2 separate regions of the Pan troglodytes genome follow, and region 2 is linked to region 1. Evidence: chromatin contacts called from public capture Hi-C data. All regions are on one chromosome and are shown on one strand. Each heading gives the region's core, a stretch centred on a gene start, on an enhancer-like site or on the middle of the called end of the contact. The rest is flanking DNA. Distances are from core to core; before and after follow the strand shown. Region 1 overlaps MAML3 (mastermind like transcriptional coactivator 3). Region 2 overlaps MAML3 (mastermind like transcriptional coactivator 3).

Region 1 (3,360 bases), core at 424-2,923:
AGGCAGAAGAATTGCTTGAGCCCGGGAGGCGGAGGTTGCAGTGAGCCGAGATTGTGCCACTGCACTTCAGCCTGGCTGACAGAGCGAGACTCTCTCTCAAAAAAAAAAAAAAGAAAGAAAGAAAAGTTTAAGATCTGTAGAGAGGATGATTTCTCATTGTTTCCAGATTCCTTTATCCAGGTTACCATGTGTATGTATGGCGTGGAGTCAAGGGCTGTGTTAGACCTCTTTGAGTGCTATATTCTTTCTAAAACTTATTTTTATGCCTGTGTGTCTCCAAGTCTTTCAAGGTTAAGAAAATACCTGAGCCATTTCTATTTTTTGGAGTGCTCAGGTATATTTACAAAATGAAGAAATGACAATAGGGCTTTTTTTAAATGCAATGTTTTTATTTTAAAAAATACAGCATAGGGCAATTATACCATGCACAAGATAAACACAGGACATATAAAGAATGTTAATTGATAATGGACTTAGAGCAGCCCGATCTAATAACAGAGCAGAATTTTTTTTGAGACAGGGTCTCACTCTGTCACCCAAGCTGGAGTGCAGTGGCACAATCACAGCTCACTGCAGCCTCAACCTCCCAGGCTCAAGCGATCCTCCCACCTCAGCCTCCTGAGTAATTGGGACTACAGGTGCACACCACCATGCCCAGCTGATTTTTTTATTTTTAGTAGAGATGAGGTCTTGCTGTTGCCCAGGCTGGTCCTGAACTGAACTCAAGCAATCCTCCCACCTCAGCCTCCCAAAGTGCTGGGATTACAGGCATGAGCCACCACGCTGAGCTCAGGGCACAATTTAAAGCTGTAAAATAGATGCTATTTTTCAATCCTCTCAGGATTTCTCAGTGACTGTATATGTAAAACCTTGTTCAAAGAATATGTCTAAAAATCTAAACTCAAGGTTCTTGTGGATGCAAGGCCCAGGGTCAGGTGGTCTTATGCCCTGATACCCCATAGGCCCTCACGGACCAGGTATGAGCCCTTCTCCTAGACTTGCTTCCTCTAAGAAGCTGGTCGTCAGCCACAATCTTTACATAAGGAGAAGTACCAATCCCAGATTTCTAAGTGTTTCTGTTTTTCTTTCTGCTTCCTTGTGTTTTTCCCTGCTCTAAGTCCTAGCCTCCTCAAACCCCACCACCGCAGCTGGGCAGGCTTCTACTCATAGGAATGGGGGCCGAGGGTGGGGAAAATGGTAGCCCTCCTCTCAGAGCCTCAGCATCACATGGTCAAACCCAGCTTCCCACAGACAGGTTCAGCAGTCGGGAAACCGGCAGAGCAGGCTGACATGGGCCCTCCCTCTCACGGCCTCTGGAAGGAAGGAAGGAAGAACATGGGGACACCAGAAAGGCAGCCTGTGGAAGGCCTCTTCTCAGGCAGTCAGCACTGATCTCTCTCAGCCCCCCTCCCAAGGCTGTGGCGGTTCTGGAGATGACGGCGGGAAGTGCCCTCGCCTTCCCTCCACAGCATGCCCTGAGCACTCAGCTTCCCTTCCCTTCTTCCTGTCTTGTAGTGGTTGCAGCAGAGAGCTCCATTTGGCAGCGTGGTGGTGCTCTTGTCTATTAACGGAAACATTGGCCTGTCTCCCAGTATAACACAAGATAGGCCTATGCATCAGTTATGCAATCTTTGCTTTGATGACTTCATCAGAAAGGGTGGGTACAATAAGAGAGAAAGGCTCGGGTTGGGGGAAACAGTAGCTCAGGAGGGGAAAAAAAATCTCCCTAGCAGCTGAAGACAGCTGAGACTGCTCCCCCTCCCTATTTTTAAATCAAGGAAAGAAAGGTAGCAAACATATGGGTAAAAAAAAACCTAATGGAGCAGCTGACAAACCACTTTCAGTCCGTGTGTCCTGACAGCGGCCACTTGCATGCCGGCAGAGGCTGTGCTCGTCTCAGTGGTGCAGGTTTCCCAGCCCTGGTGACTCAGGTCTTCTTTCCACAGAGAAGACAGTCTGTGGAGGCAATGGCAGTTTTCACCCACCTCTCGAGTTCTTGAACTCCAAAGGTCTGGCTGGTTCTGGCCATGCACTGTGGCTTCAAGCCTAAGACAGAGAAAAGCCACAGAGAGCTGGGTGGTGCCACAGAGAGCAGGCTTGTCCAGGTAGACCAAAGAATTCTTGGAAGATGGTCAGTACCCTTCCTCTGGGACTTAGGAGCTCTTTGTGGCAGCAATGTAAAGCCGACCTAGTTGCTGAACCTGTATCCAAGCCCAGTTGTGGAAGCCATGTACAGGTTTTAAAAGGGGACCTGCCACTTAAGCATGTCTGTTACACCCTCTAGAGCGTAAGGTGGGCTCAGGGAGAAATAGTCCAGGTCCCAGACATAACCTGGGCCCCTCTTAAACTCTACATTTCATTCCATAATAGTTTAGCCTTATTCTTAACAAGCTTTTAAAAATAATACTAAAAGTAATATATATTCATCATATAAAATTTGAAAAAGCATAAAAATAAAAATCCCTTATAATTCTTGTCTAACAAGACTATCCAGCGGCTAGTGTTTATAGAAACTGCTTTTTTTTTTTTTTTTAGTTTTAACACCTGAGGACATAAAGGAAAAAAAAAAAAAAAAGAAACTGCTTTCCTCCTCTGCCTTTCTTAACTATATATGGTAAGCTTTTTCCTATGTGATTAGATAGTCTAAGGAGGCATGATTTTTATTGGCTGCCTAGTATTCATGGTATGGATGTACCATAATTTATTTAATCAAGCTTCTATTGTTGTACACTAATGAACTTTTAACCAGTGTAGAATTGCTTTGGTGGTGGAATTAATCACAAGAAAGGGATCAAAAGGACTCTATAACTTACATCAAAGGCAGACGAAAAGCATAACTCTCAAAGTTGTGTTTCCATTGGAGGGACTTATGGTAACTATGTTCAAAGCACTGATAAGGACAAATGGTATTTTTGTTGCTTTTATCCCTGCAAAAAATGGCCTTGAAAGGCTGACCTTCCTGTGGCTGGTGGCATTCTCACATTTAGCACTGGACTGCCAACTTTAACCCTTTCTTTAACATTCAGCAGAGGGTCAGCTCAGGAGCTCGGAGAAGCTGTCCATTATAGGGCCATCATTTTGTCCTCTCCAGTTATACCTGATGTTGGTTTAGGCTAGAATTCATCCCAGCCAATTAGTCAGTTGAGTTCAGTAAATCTGTATTTTGCTGCAGCTGTGGCCCTAGCTCTGTGCTGGATACGGGGAAGACTCATAGTCTTGGTCCCAAAGGAGCTTAAAAGCCTTGCCAGGAAGGATGCCATAAGGATATCATCCTGCCAGGAAATGATCACTTGGAAGCACTTGGAAAGTTAGAAGTTTCTACCTCTCCCATGTTACTTAGTTAAGAATCAGTAGGTGTGT
Region 2 (3,360 bases), core at 598-3,097, 76 kb before region 1:
CAAGTTTGAAAACCACTATACCAGCAGATGAGATGAGCTGGGGATGGTGCTGAGGCAGAGCATTCCAGCTACAAGAAGTCATAACTACAAGAAGCAGTACAGTGAGTCCCCAAGGCTGGGAGGAACACAGTGAGCAGGTGGAGCTGCCAGGAGGCCAGTGCAGAGAGCCAGAGGAAAGTGGGGTGCGGCAAAGCTGGAAGACATACTGGTCAGATGGCTTCAGCGTTGGTGGTAAGATTCTGCCCACTCTCCTGAGAGCTGTGGAAAGTCACTGAAGAGTTTCAAGCAGGAGTGTGATAGGATCATTTTAAAGCATCCCCCTAACCCGGCATAGAAAACTGATGGAGGGGAGTAGATGTGAAGAGATTCATTTGGAGGTGACTTCAGTCCTCTGATCTGAAAAATCACTGAATGGAGGGATAGGACATGTAAACAGAGGGAGGTGATATATATGGAGGAGGTGACAGTGAAAGGGCTTTGGCAATATTTGGAAATGGGGATGGAACCTAGGTTTCTGGCTTATGAAACCAGATTGACGACAGTGGTCCCAGTCACTGACATACAGAAGGTGGAGGTCATGGGTTTCATTTGGATCATATGGATTTTGAGGTATAACCTAGACCCTGGCAGAATTTGCATGGATGAAAGCCACGGAAAAAAAATTATTCTCGAAGGGGAGATATGGTGACCCCTGAGCCAACAAATGGAGATGGAAGTGAGTTTTTTGATGTTTGTTTGTCTGTTTTATGATTCGTCCATCCATCCATCCATTCATTCTACCTATTACACCCTTCTAAGTACATAGAAGCATTTGAACAACAGAAGAGGAAGACTGGTAGATAGGATCAGAACCAGCTACGGCAGATCTTGATTTCCAAGCTAATGGTGTTGGATCACCATTGAAGGTAGTCAGAGTGACATCATGGCAGAGGTATGTTTCAGAAGGGTCGCCTAGCACCTAGCCTTTGTTGTACACAGGCGACAAACTAGAAGGAGGAAGACCATCACAGTAGACTCTAAGAATGCAAAAGGACTCTCATTCTTTCTAATTGTAACATAAAGTTAGCATTTAGGAATGACTAGCACATTCACATACATCCATTCATTATATTCCCTCCGTGTGGTTATGTATCTTTAACCTGTATAGCCACACAGTTTGGGAATAGGACAAGATAAATTTTGAGAGCGTGGAATCTAGGTCTTTTTCTCCCTTTTAGTTTTCTAGAACCAAGCAGAGGTTAGGTATTTTAACAGATGCTAATGTTAATTAGAAGTGAAAGACCTACACTTAGTAGGCACTCGAGATCTATTAAATTGAATTGGATTGACATCAGTGGTGTCTTGAAAGAAGATGCAGCACAACACTGGACTTCTCAAGGAGAAAGGGCTGAGCCATGGGGGCCCTTGCATGAGAATTAGGACCTTGGTGACCCCCATCTGTTCCTCCTTTCCTCTCTCCCTCCCCCACCGCTGCCATGGCGACATGTCTGGAATCACAGTAAGCCTTATACCCCAGAGAAAACAATACTCTGTTTGAATGGTGTAAGTTGGCCTCTAAGCTCACGATCTGCAGGCCCCATCCCCCACAATCAGGGGATTCTTACAAAAGGCAGCTTTTTACCAGAGGGTCGGCCGCACTGCTGCTCATCGATTTCAGCCCATTTTATCCCTCGGCACTTTCACTTGTTTGTTTTTGAACTCACACCACAGCCTCGATGCTGCGGGTTTCATTTTGGCGTGAAGTTACTGATGTGACCGTCTGCATCCCCTCCGCTCAGCCCCTCAGAGCACGGTGCTTCTTTCTTTTTTGTGTCTTGTCACTGCTGTTGACTCACCACGCTGGGCTGTTGGAGCTAAACTGAATTAGTAACAATGCAATCAACATCTCTATTTTTATCTTCGCACCCCCCTCTCTTCCTCCCCTCCTGACTGACTCACCATTTCTAGGTCTCAGAGCTTGGCAGTCTTAGAATTATATTGGAGCTGGGGTGAATATATGCACAGATGTGATATTTCTACCATTCAACACAATGAGTGTTTTATTTTTTTTCCTGGTAGCACAAGGGTTCAAGCGTTAGAAGTATTATTTATTATGCTCATCGTCGTCCGTATTGTTGCTGTGTTACTGCTCAAGCTGGTGTTTATCTCCTGAGGTCTAAGATGAATTGTAGGCAAGGCAGGGAGCCAGGATCTGATTTCTGAAACTCGTCTTCAGAGGAAACTTCAGTTTTGAACTAAAACTTTTAACTTTGTCCCAGTTGAATTCTGGAAACCTGAACTGGAATCTGAAGTATATACTAAACACAAAGTAGTAGTAGTAGTACCTTTAAAAAATGCACCATGAATGCAGAATATCTTATTCTGCCTAGGCCTCTGCATACTGATCATTGTATTAATTTTATAATTTATGGAGATAGATCTATTAAGAACCTGGGCTTTTGGAGCCCAGATTTGAATTCCTTTCTGCCAGTTATTATCTGTAATCTTGAGCAAATTACTTAATTTCTTTGTGTCTTTTCTTTTATAAAATAGAAACTTTTACCTCTCATGCAAATGTCATAGTCCATATCTCATAAAATTGTTTTAAGGATTAAATAAGCTAGTATTTATAAAGCACTTTAAAGTGCCTAGCACATAATAAGCTCTGAATGAATGTGGGCTATTATTATTCAGCAGGCCATATTTACCTGTTATAAGAGAAATGATTCATTCCTGAAAACAGTTTCTTTTAGCAAGCACAGTACACTTCAGGATCTTACCTTCCCTTATTCCTGAATTTACAAACCATCCATGTTATGGATACTAAGTGGACACCAAGTTCCAGAACAGACCTATTTGTCTTTTATTCATAAGTCGGGCTTTCTAGCTTCCTAGTCTGCCTTTTGCATAGCCAGAATTTTAGTTTCTCATCAAAATTAGGTTTTGGCTCTCATGTGGTCTAAATCCAAGTACACTCACTTTTCTTCTCCAGATAATTATATTTTACATAGAGTGACTTTTCCTTGGCCTATCTAATGCTGCCTCATTAGACGCTAAACCCTAATGATACTCTTTCATTTCTATAGCACAGCCATGGAAATAGCATATAAAACTCTCTGTAGAAAATTCCCTTTGTCTTCCGTTGCCCAGGTTCCTCCAGCCCTACGCTCTTTACTGGGTGTGGGAAGGAAGAGCAGTTGCTGGACTATTTTTGGCAAGAATCCAAAGGGAGGGTCACAAAGCTCAGATGCAGGTAGGATTTGGAAGGTCCCCAGAAAACTCCCAGCCACTGTGTGCCCCAGAAACTACATTATCAGCATTGCCTACCAAGTCTTGGTGGTGGGGGGAGGGTGTTACCCACCTTTCAGCTATCATAGCTGT

What was found. Capture Hi-C pulls out chosen DNA fragments and counts their contacts.
Region 2: a capture Hi-C map of stem cell-derived neural stem cells shows a contact between it and region 1, with 4 times the contacts expected there. The contact joins two enhancer-like sites. A contact is called at or near these places in 1 of 7 Hi-C or Micro-C datasets (stem cell-derived neural progenitor cells), 1 of 1 datasets of contacts at active chromatin or transcription factors (stem cell-derived excitatory neurons) and 1 of 1 other capture datasets (stem cell-derived neural stem cells).

Annotation. Positions count from the first base shown.
Region 1 is chr3:141,197,459-141,200,818 of NHGRI_mPanTro3-v2.0_pri, reverse strand. All of the region lies in intron 2 of MAML3 (mastermind like transcriptional coactivator 3), which reads left to right. It overlaps LOC134809809 (a long non-coding RNA gene), which reads right to left. Exons shown (of 2, transcript XR_010156348.1): 2 at 1-2,046. Among named protein-coding and RNA genes, the nearest start is that of MGST2, 78 kb to the right of the region's middle. Within about 2 kb of position 1,673, at least 14 of the 24 cell types and tissues checked have an H3K27ac peak or open chromatin away from gene starts, as enhancers often do. A contact at or near this core is called in stem cell-derived neural stem cells, where this site is marked.
Region 2 is chr3:141,273,143-141,276,502 of NHGRI_mPanTro3-v2.0_pri, reverse strand. The region is part of intron 2 of MAML3 (mastermind like transcriptional coactivator 3); the gene reads left to right. Among named protein-coding and RNA genes, the nearest start is that of MGST2, 150 kb to the right of the region's middle. Within about 2 kb of position 1,847, at least 18 of the 24 cell types and tissues checked have an H3K27ac peak or open chromatin away from gene starts, as enhancers often do. A contact at or near this core is called in stem cell-derived neural stem cells, where this site is marked.